Regions from separate parts of the Callithrix jacchus genome. Here region 1 is linked to region 2. A link is a contact called in public Hi-C data. All regions are on one chromosome and are shown on one strand. Each heading gives the region's core, a stretch centred on a gene start, on an enhancer-like site or on the middle of the called end of the contact. The rest is flanking DNA. Distances are from core to core; before and after follow the strand shown.

The links. A called contact is a pair of places that touch in the nucleus more often than the background predicts.
Region 1: a Hi-C map of skeletal muscle shows a contact between it and region 2, with 4 times the contacts expected there. The contact joins the enhancer-like site here to the promoter of KLHL31 in region 2. A contact is called at or near these places in 2 of 3 Hi-C or Micro-C datasets (both in skeletal muscle).

Annotation. Positions count from the first base shown.
Region 1 is chr4:61,928,740-61,932,460 of calJac240_pri, reverse strand. No RefSeq gene overlaps it. Among named protein-coding and RNA genes, the nearest start is that of KLHL31, 41 kb to the right of the region's middle. Within about 2 kb of position 1,335, at least 2 of the 16 cell types and tissues checked have an H3K27ac peak or open chromatin away from gene starts, as enhancers often do. A contact at or near this core is called in skeletal muscle, where this site is marked.
Region 2 is chr4:61,887,375-61,891,419 of calJac240_pri, reverse strand. It overlaps KLHL31 (kelch like family member 31), which reads left to right and starts at 1,553. Exons shown (of 3, transcript XM_002746659.6): 1 at 1,553-1,768.

The DNA.
Region 1 (3,721 bases), core at 86-2,585, 41 kb before region 2:
GCCTTAAGTCCTTGGTGCCTCCCCAAACACATGGCAGTACTGGGACACAGTGCAAGTTCAATGCATCTTGGCTGAGTGGATCCTAATTGTTAATTCATCATGGTGCATTCTAATGTTAAGACAGAATTAAAAGACATCCGTGTAGAGAATGTGTTCTATTTTTTCTGCTTGGCAGGCAGAGAGTGAAAATTTCCCTTTACACTTTCCCTTCACACTCTTCCCTCCCCCAGAGCCTGCCATCTGTTCTGGAATATCAACATTCATGCAGGGTTACCCCTAGTGAGCCTTTTAAGACAATGTTTTGTCATGAGCTATAACTAGCAATGATCTAGAAGAGAGATTAAAGATGAATTTACTAATTCTCCTCCCCATCCCACCTGAGCGGTACAATACAGATATGCCACATTTAGTCATAAAACTGAATAACCCCCCAAAGAAGTGCTTGTGAAAAAGTGCTGTATGTAAATTCATAATGCCAGCTTGATCACTCTTTCAATTACCTGATCATCTTCACTCACCAACAGAATCCATGTGTGTCACACAGGAAGGGTTTACTGGGCAGCTTCTGTGGGCAGGTACGGTAAGCAGGTACAGTGGAAGATGAATAAACACTGACATTCTCCACAGACTCTACAAAAGGCATGGAAGATGAAACATAATTACAATACAAGGAGGAAGTGATAAGTGCAGAAAGGAAGATACACACACGGTGATATAGGAATTCTTGCAAAAGACCAATTCCTATGTTTGGGAGTCAGGGAGAATGTTTTTGAGGCATCTGAACTAAGCCTTGAGAAATGGGTAGAATTTCATTATATAGAGTCAGGATCCGGTAGGGAATAGCAGAAGCAGCATAAAAGTAAGAAATTGCATGAATATGGGCAAAAAATAGTGAATGAGTAATCTGGTTTCATCACCATGAGGGCACATCAGGAGGAACAAGAGGAGATAAAAGTAAGACTCCTGCTAGATCAGAAGTCAGATTCTGTTCAAGTACAAGCTATAAGTTTAGGCATTATTCCATGGGCATCTTTGTGTACAGTAGTGACCTTAGAGCTTTGTTTGAAGAAGTCTGAACCAAGTCAGGCATGGTTGCACATGCCTTGAATCCCAGCTACTTTGAAAGCTGAGGTGGGAGGATTGCTTGAGTCCAGGAGTTCAAGGCCAGCCTGGGCAACATAGTGAGTTCCCAAAAAAAGCGCCTCAAAAAAAGTAAAATCTTAACAGGTATGTGAGCTGATCTCCAGGTATGACCCCGCGTGGAAGCCAGATGACAAGGAAGCCTATTGATGCCTTTAGGAGCACAGAACAGGGTGAAGTCCAAAGCAACATCTGGCAGAGCACATGCAAGATGTTTGGCACAGTAGATAGTAGAGCCCAGTTTGATAAATGAGCAAATTGAGGCAGAGAGAGACTAAGTTGTCTAAAGCTATGTTACTGTCAAATACCAGAGTTAGTATTTGAACTCAGGGCCATCTGACTCCAAAGCTGTTGCTGAAAACCGATACTAGCTTCAGCATCATTGGAGAAATGTTGATGTCTTTTTTGGCAACGTAGAAATGCAGCTTAGTTCTCATGGCATGCACTCCATTTCAGCAACCAATCTTTAGGTCAGGGTGGTAGAAGATCCAGAGTGTTGGAGACTGTTCCTATCAAATGAGGGTTGGGTTCCAGGACAGGTAAGGAGAAAAAAAACAGGTGCTGACCATCAACAAATATAGTGAGGGCCAGGCACAGTGGCTCACACATGCAATCTCAGCTATTTGGGAGGCTGAGGCGGGAGGCTGATTGAACCCAGGAGCTGAAGGCTGCAATAAGCTATAATCACTGCACTCCAGCTTGGGTAACAGAGCAAGATTCAGATCTCTAAAAAAATGAATGAATGAATCAATGAATAATAAATAGGGGTTTCAGTGCTGGAAGATAAATAAGAAATAACAGTACTACTAATAGCATTTTAGTAATGATTTATATGGATCGTCTCAATTTTCATAGCAGCTCAATGAAGTATATGTAATAATGACTATCTAGAGATGGCTTCTTCCAAGGTAACATGTATCCATTATGTTGAGTCAAAGTTTGCTGACTTTCAATTGGCCTCCATGAGCTCTCCCGGATGGCCTCCCCACCAGCACAATGTTGTTAGCCCATGTGCCTTCCCCATCTTAGACCCCTACAGCTACCTTCTTTCTCTCGTGCCTGGAAACCAGCAGTTCTGGTTCTATTTTTTGGCTAGGAACAAAAAGATTAGGTTGCTTGAAGCCGGAAGTTCAAGGGCAGACTAAAACATGTCACTTTTTTTCTCCCAGTAACTGGATTTTTCTTCCGGTGGGTTAAATGCTTATTTAATTTGGAAAAATTCCATCTCTCATAGCACCTCTCTATTTTGAATAGGGATTGCTTGATGTTGTTTGAGGTTTATGGTGAGCCAGGCATGGCTCTTAGTTCCTTATCTCTGTTTAAGCTCATTTAATCCTCTGAAATAACTTGATGGGATGGTATTATTGCCTGCAATGCTGATTGGGAAACAGGTTCAGAGAAACTAATTATCACTTGTTTCCTAATTAGGTAAATGTTAGAAGCAGCCAGAACATGTATTCTTGAATCTTGGGTTTGAGTTAGGGCTTGTGTATGAGCCCTGTTGAGTTCCACAATACAGAATATTAATTTCATGGTTGTCTCTAGTGCTTGATAGATAACATTCCAAAATGCATGGAAACACACTTAGCCACTTTTAAGTCAGATTTGCAGACCTGCAGGCTTATTATCTCTCTGCCAGGAGCATCATATCACATGAGACCTATTACATGACCCATATCACTTGCAGGCATAAGCAGCACAGTATCCACGCTACTATATTGCAAAATCATATTAAAACAGTTGCCTCAGGCAGGCAGTGATTTCTGACTACCAAATAGCATTGTAAACAACAGGATCCCCTGAGACATTTGGTTCAACTGGATTCGTTTAATTTTTAAATATTTTAAAAATATTTCTACATTATCAAAAAGTTGCCTTATCATATTTGGAATCAATCCAGGTATTGGTCAAACTAACAATGATTTATTTGTAGTAAGGTGTAAGTTCATCAAACCACAGCTCCCCAAGGAAGCCCAATGACTTAGTATTGCCTTTCCATGGGCATTAAATTTTGTGATTCTTTTAACAAAATGAAGGCCCTATGATCCGAATGTTTGTGTTCGCAAAAATTCATATTTTGAAATCCAAATCTCCAAGGCAATGGTTTTAGAAGGTAGGACTTTTTGGGAGCTAATTAGGTCATGAAGAATTAGGGCCCTTATAAAATAGACTCAGGGAAGCTCCTTCACCTCTTCCAACATGTGAGGATACAGTGAACCAGGGAGTGGGCTTACCAGACAATGAATCTTCCAGCACCTTGATCTTGAATTTCCCAGCCTTAAGAACCATGAGAACTAAGTTTCTGTTGTGTATAAGCCATCCAGTCTAACGTATTTTAAAGGGAATGGGTGACACACAAACACACACACGTGCGCGCACACACACACACCTGAGATTACAGTACTTCATTCTAGATATGAGCAAAAAAAAAAAAAAAAAAAAATCTATTCAGGTAAAATAAATTGATTTGCATACTAAGAAAGAAAATTAAGAGGAATTCCTTCACTAATGGGGGAAAAAATAACTTCTCTTTTGTGAAATTCTCTTTCGTGCAAAGTCTAAATGATACTATCTTTGTGCT
Region 2 (4,045 bases), core at 304-2,803:
ACTGATGTAAAGCTGACTTTTGTTATCATAAAAACAGGATTGAAGGCTGAGGCAGAAAGAAAGATCACATGAGACTGGGAATTAATTTGATACCAGCTTGGGCAACATAATGAGTCCCTGTCTCTACCAAAAAAAAGGATGGAACGTTCTGGCCCTTTACCCAAGTCAAGAAGGTGGGAACAAGTCAAATTGCTTAGAAACGAACCATAATATAAGCTTTTTAAATTTATTTCTGGTGGATTCTGTGCTGGAGATGTATGGGCGGGAGCAAAGAATTTTTTTTTAAAAATCAAATAATTCTTCCTATTAAGTTGGTGGAAATTCCAACAGAGGTAGTCACTAGACAGATGCTATCCAGTGAGTTGAGAGTCTCAGGAGAACTGGAGGCTGGTAAATGTAGACTCAAAGAGCCTTAGAGTTGGAAAGACATCACAGGTGATGCAGTGCAAGCCCCCAGCCATAGAAAGAGTCTTTTCAATGTCACACCAATCCCACGGCTTCTTTTACTTCCACCTTCTAATTATAGAGAACTGGCTCTTTTACAGGGCTGCCATTTTCATCATTAGAACCCAGCTGTTATTTGCACTCTTCTTTATTTTAAGGTATTTCCCCGGAATTGCTACACATTAAAAGTTTTAACATTTTAGGCAACAGAAATTTTCATTGAATCCTCTTGCTGTGCAACAGCCCCCACACTTGCTCTCAGGAGTCTCACCTATCTTAGAAGTCCTCTCTGCCATACTTCTCTTCAGATGTCTCTGACGTGCACCGCCTCTGAAGTTTTTTTGTTCCAGCCATCTTCAGTAGGATGAAGAGTAAGTTCTCAGAGTACCAAGATGGCAGAGCGATGCCTAACACATCGTCTGACTAATGAAGAATAATTAGAACATTATTCCATGATCTATTTTTCTATTATTGTAGCTTAATATCACGTTAACTTTGTAAGCAACCATTTCACACTCTTGGGTGCCCATTGAAAGTTTGTAGTCAGTTACAATCTTTGAATTTTTGTTTCACATGAAGTGTTGCCAAAGCAGATATTTCCCAACCTGTGTGTCTGCTAGAGTGTGTGTTAATCTCAGACCTCTCTGTGATTACTGGAAAATCACTGGCCGTAAACCTTACTTTATTAAACTATAAAATGACCCTAATAATGTTAGAACCACATGTGAGGTGCTGTAGGAAGTACCATGTCTGGTAGACATGTGCTTCTCTTGTAAAGAACAGGCTATTTATAACCACTGTCTTCTCAAAAGACCATAGGTGACCAGGCTAATTACCTTTCTAAAAGCTAATTTTTAATTCACAGCATTCCCTTCTTTTTACTCTACTGGAATCCCTGCTTCCAACAATTAAACACCCATCGAGTTAATTTTCTTTCCTCTCACACAGGTTGACTGAGCTCTTGACTTTTTTTTTTTTTTCTTTTTTGGAACAGCTGGTCAGGTCAAGAAACCCAACCCCTCTCCACCAACCGGAGCCCCGCCCCCTGCCCCCGGCTGGCCGGCCGGGGAGTGGAAGGCCAAAGACGGACAGGAGGGAGCTCGCTGCTGCTCCCCGCCAAAGCGCAGGCTCGGCCTGCCTCATCCAGTGGGACGGCAAAGGGTCACTCTAAAAATTGCTGCAGCAGGGTCTTGTCAGGTGGCTGCTGGTGGCTCCCCACCGGATTTTCCTTCTCCCTCTCTCTGTCTCCACAGATCCCTTCCCAAGAGGAGTCTCCTGCTAAAACTTCATCATCTCAAGTTGAGCTGCCACTTCACCCAGGAGGGTAAGGAGCTGGGACCATTAGTCGCCAATTCCTACCTTCTAGATCCTGGGGTGTGTGTGGTTGTGTGGGTGGGAGAGGGTGGGCTGAGTGTTTGCGGTTGTAGAGCTATTTTACTGAAGTGAGTCTACAACTGGGTCAGGTGGTTAGTGTCCCTAATCTGAAGTTGGGAGGCAAAAAACATTTTTTTGAAATCTGAGAAATATAATGTGTTGGGAGAATGTCACAGTAACAGAAATGCATGAGAGTGATACCCTACAAACATAAAACCACCTGTAATTTCTAACAAAAATTCTCAATCTCTGAAGCTTAAGATATATTTTTCTTTCACTACTTTACAGAGAAGGAGAAGGAAAGCAAATTCTTAGGCTTTGTTCACAAAGTTTAGAATTCTACCTTTATTTTTATCAAAAATCTTTTAAATATTTGGTACTGATCAATTTGGATAAAATGTTACCATTTTATCTAAATTTGAGGCACAAAAATCAGGCATCTCTGAATTCCCAGAAATATAACTTATTGACAAAATAGAAATATCCTTCCTGCAAAAAAACTCAAATTTGTTATTTGGCTTAAAAATAGGTTTTTGTCTTAAATGTGCACATATCATTATGCTGACATACATTTTATATTAAAAATTGTGTTGGAAGTATATGGTAAAAAGGAAACCTCCCACTGTCCCCAAAGTTGGACTTAAAATGGCAAGCGACAGAAGCCAGGAGGGTTTCTATTCCTGGAGGTTAGGGCTGATGAGCGCCGACAGATGCAGTGATAGGAATGTGTCCAGGACAGGGAGCAGGAGCAGCTGATTCGCCCCTTTGGCAAAAAGACATTCTGGGATCCCAGTTCATACTGGCAGGAGATTGACAGTGACACTTTAGCACACATGGCTTTTCAGCTTGCCCTGTTGTAGACTGTCTCCCAGGAAGCGTGGGTGCAGGGCCATGGGAAGGAAAATGACCTTAAATGTGAAGTAATAACTTTTCTGTAACCAGCTTTAGGAGACTTCATCTGGGATCTGTTTGGGGCCAAGAAGAATTTAAGTGCAATATTTTCACATGGACTTTCCCACTTACAGACAAGGGTCCGATTATGTACCATTGCTTAGAGGCATTATTCTCAGTCCAGTGGTTCTGGATCTATTTTGGGTATGACCTCATGAAAATGCTGAGCCCACTCTGTGGAAAGTACACATAAACACATGCACGCAATATGTTTCAGACTATTCCACAGGACTCATGGACTCACCTGATACCTAACCCAGATCAGGAATGCCAGGTATAAGTCAGGTCACCCAGTTACGTTTGAATTTCAGGTAAGCCACAAATCATCTTTTAGTATAAGTATGTCCCCAACACTGCCTGGGACATACTTATACTAAAATATGATTCATAGTTTATCTGAAATTCAAGTGTAACGTAACATCTTGTATTTTCATTTGCTAAATCTAGCAGTTCAGACCCAGATACATAGATCCCATGTGAAGAAACCCTGTCTCAGTCGGTTCATCCCTAACTGATAATGAGTAGATTCTAAAGATATGGAAGGCCATATTAAAGGGAGAATTGGTGTAGGAACAGATTTTGACAATTCTGACAGCAAAAGTAAGCTGTATATTCGTAATTCTCTGCAATAGTATAGAAGAAAAAGTAATGGATCTCCTTGTTTGACAAATGATTAAGCTGAAATCCTAAAAGGTTGGATGTTCTGCCCCAGGTCTATCAAGTGGTTAGAGCAGAATGAATACCAAAACCCAGTTTTCAGTTCTATGATGATCAAAAAGACATCAGTCTTAAAAGTCAATTTGTAACTCCCTCTCCCTCCAACACACAAAACACTAGGAAAAAGAAAGAGCCATTTTACTAAAGCTTTCAACAACACCCAAACAAAAACTTTTGTACTGTGTCTTTGTGTCCTATATCCAGCCTTAGAGAATAGAATTATAGTTAACTTTGGGCATAGAGTCTGTATACTTTATAGGTAAAAGCTAGGCACAGCCTATAGCTAAGTTGAACCACATGAAATTGAAAATATTTGCTTTTAATTTCGTATTCAATCTAATACTTCTAAAGGAAGTGCTTGGTTATCTGATCAGCAAATGTATGCAGGCCCTCCTTGGCCCTATTTATTTGGCTTACCTAACCTATTGGATTTCCACATTCTTACTACCCTGATTAGGAGACAGAAATCCATGGGATGGATGTCTCCCCAAACAAATTTATTTTGCTTTCAAAAAGGTAACACTTTTATTCCAGTGTTTGGGACCAGAAAGAACCATTT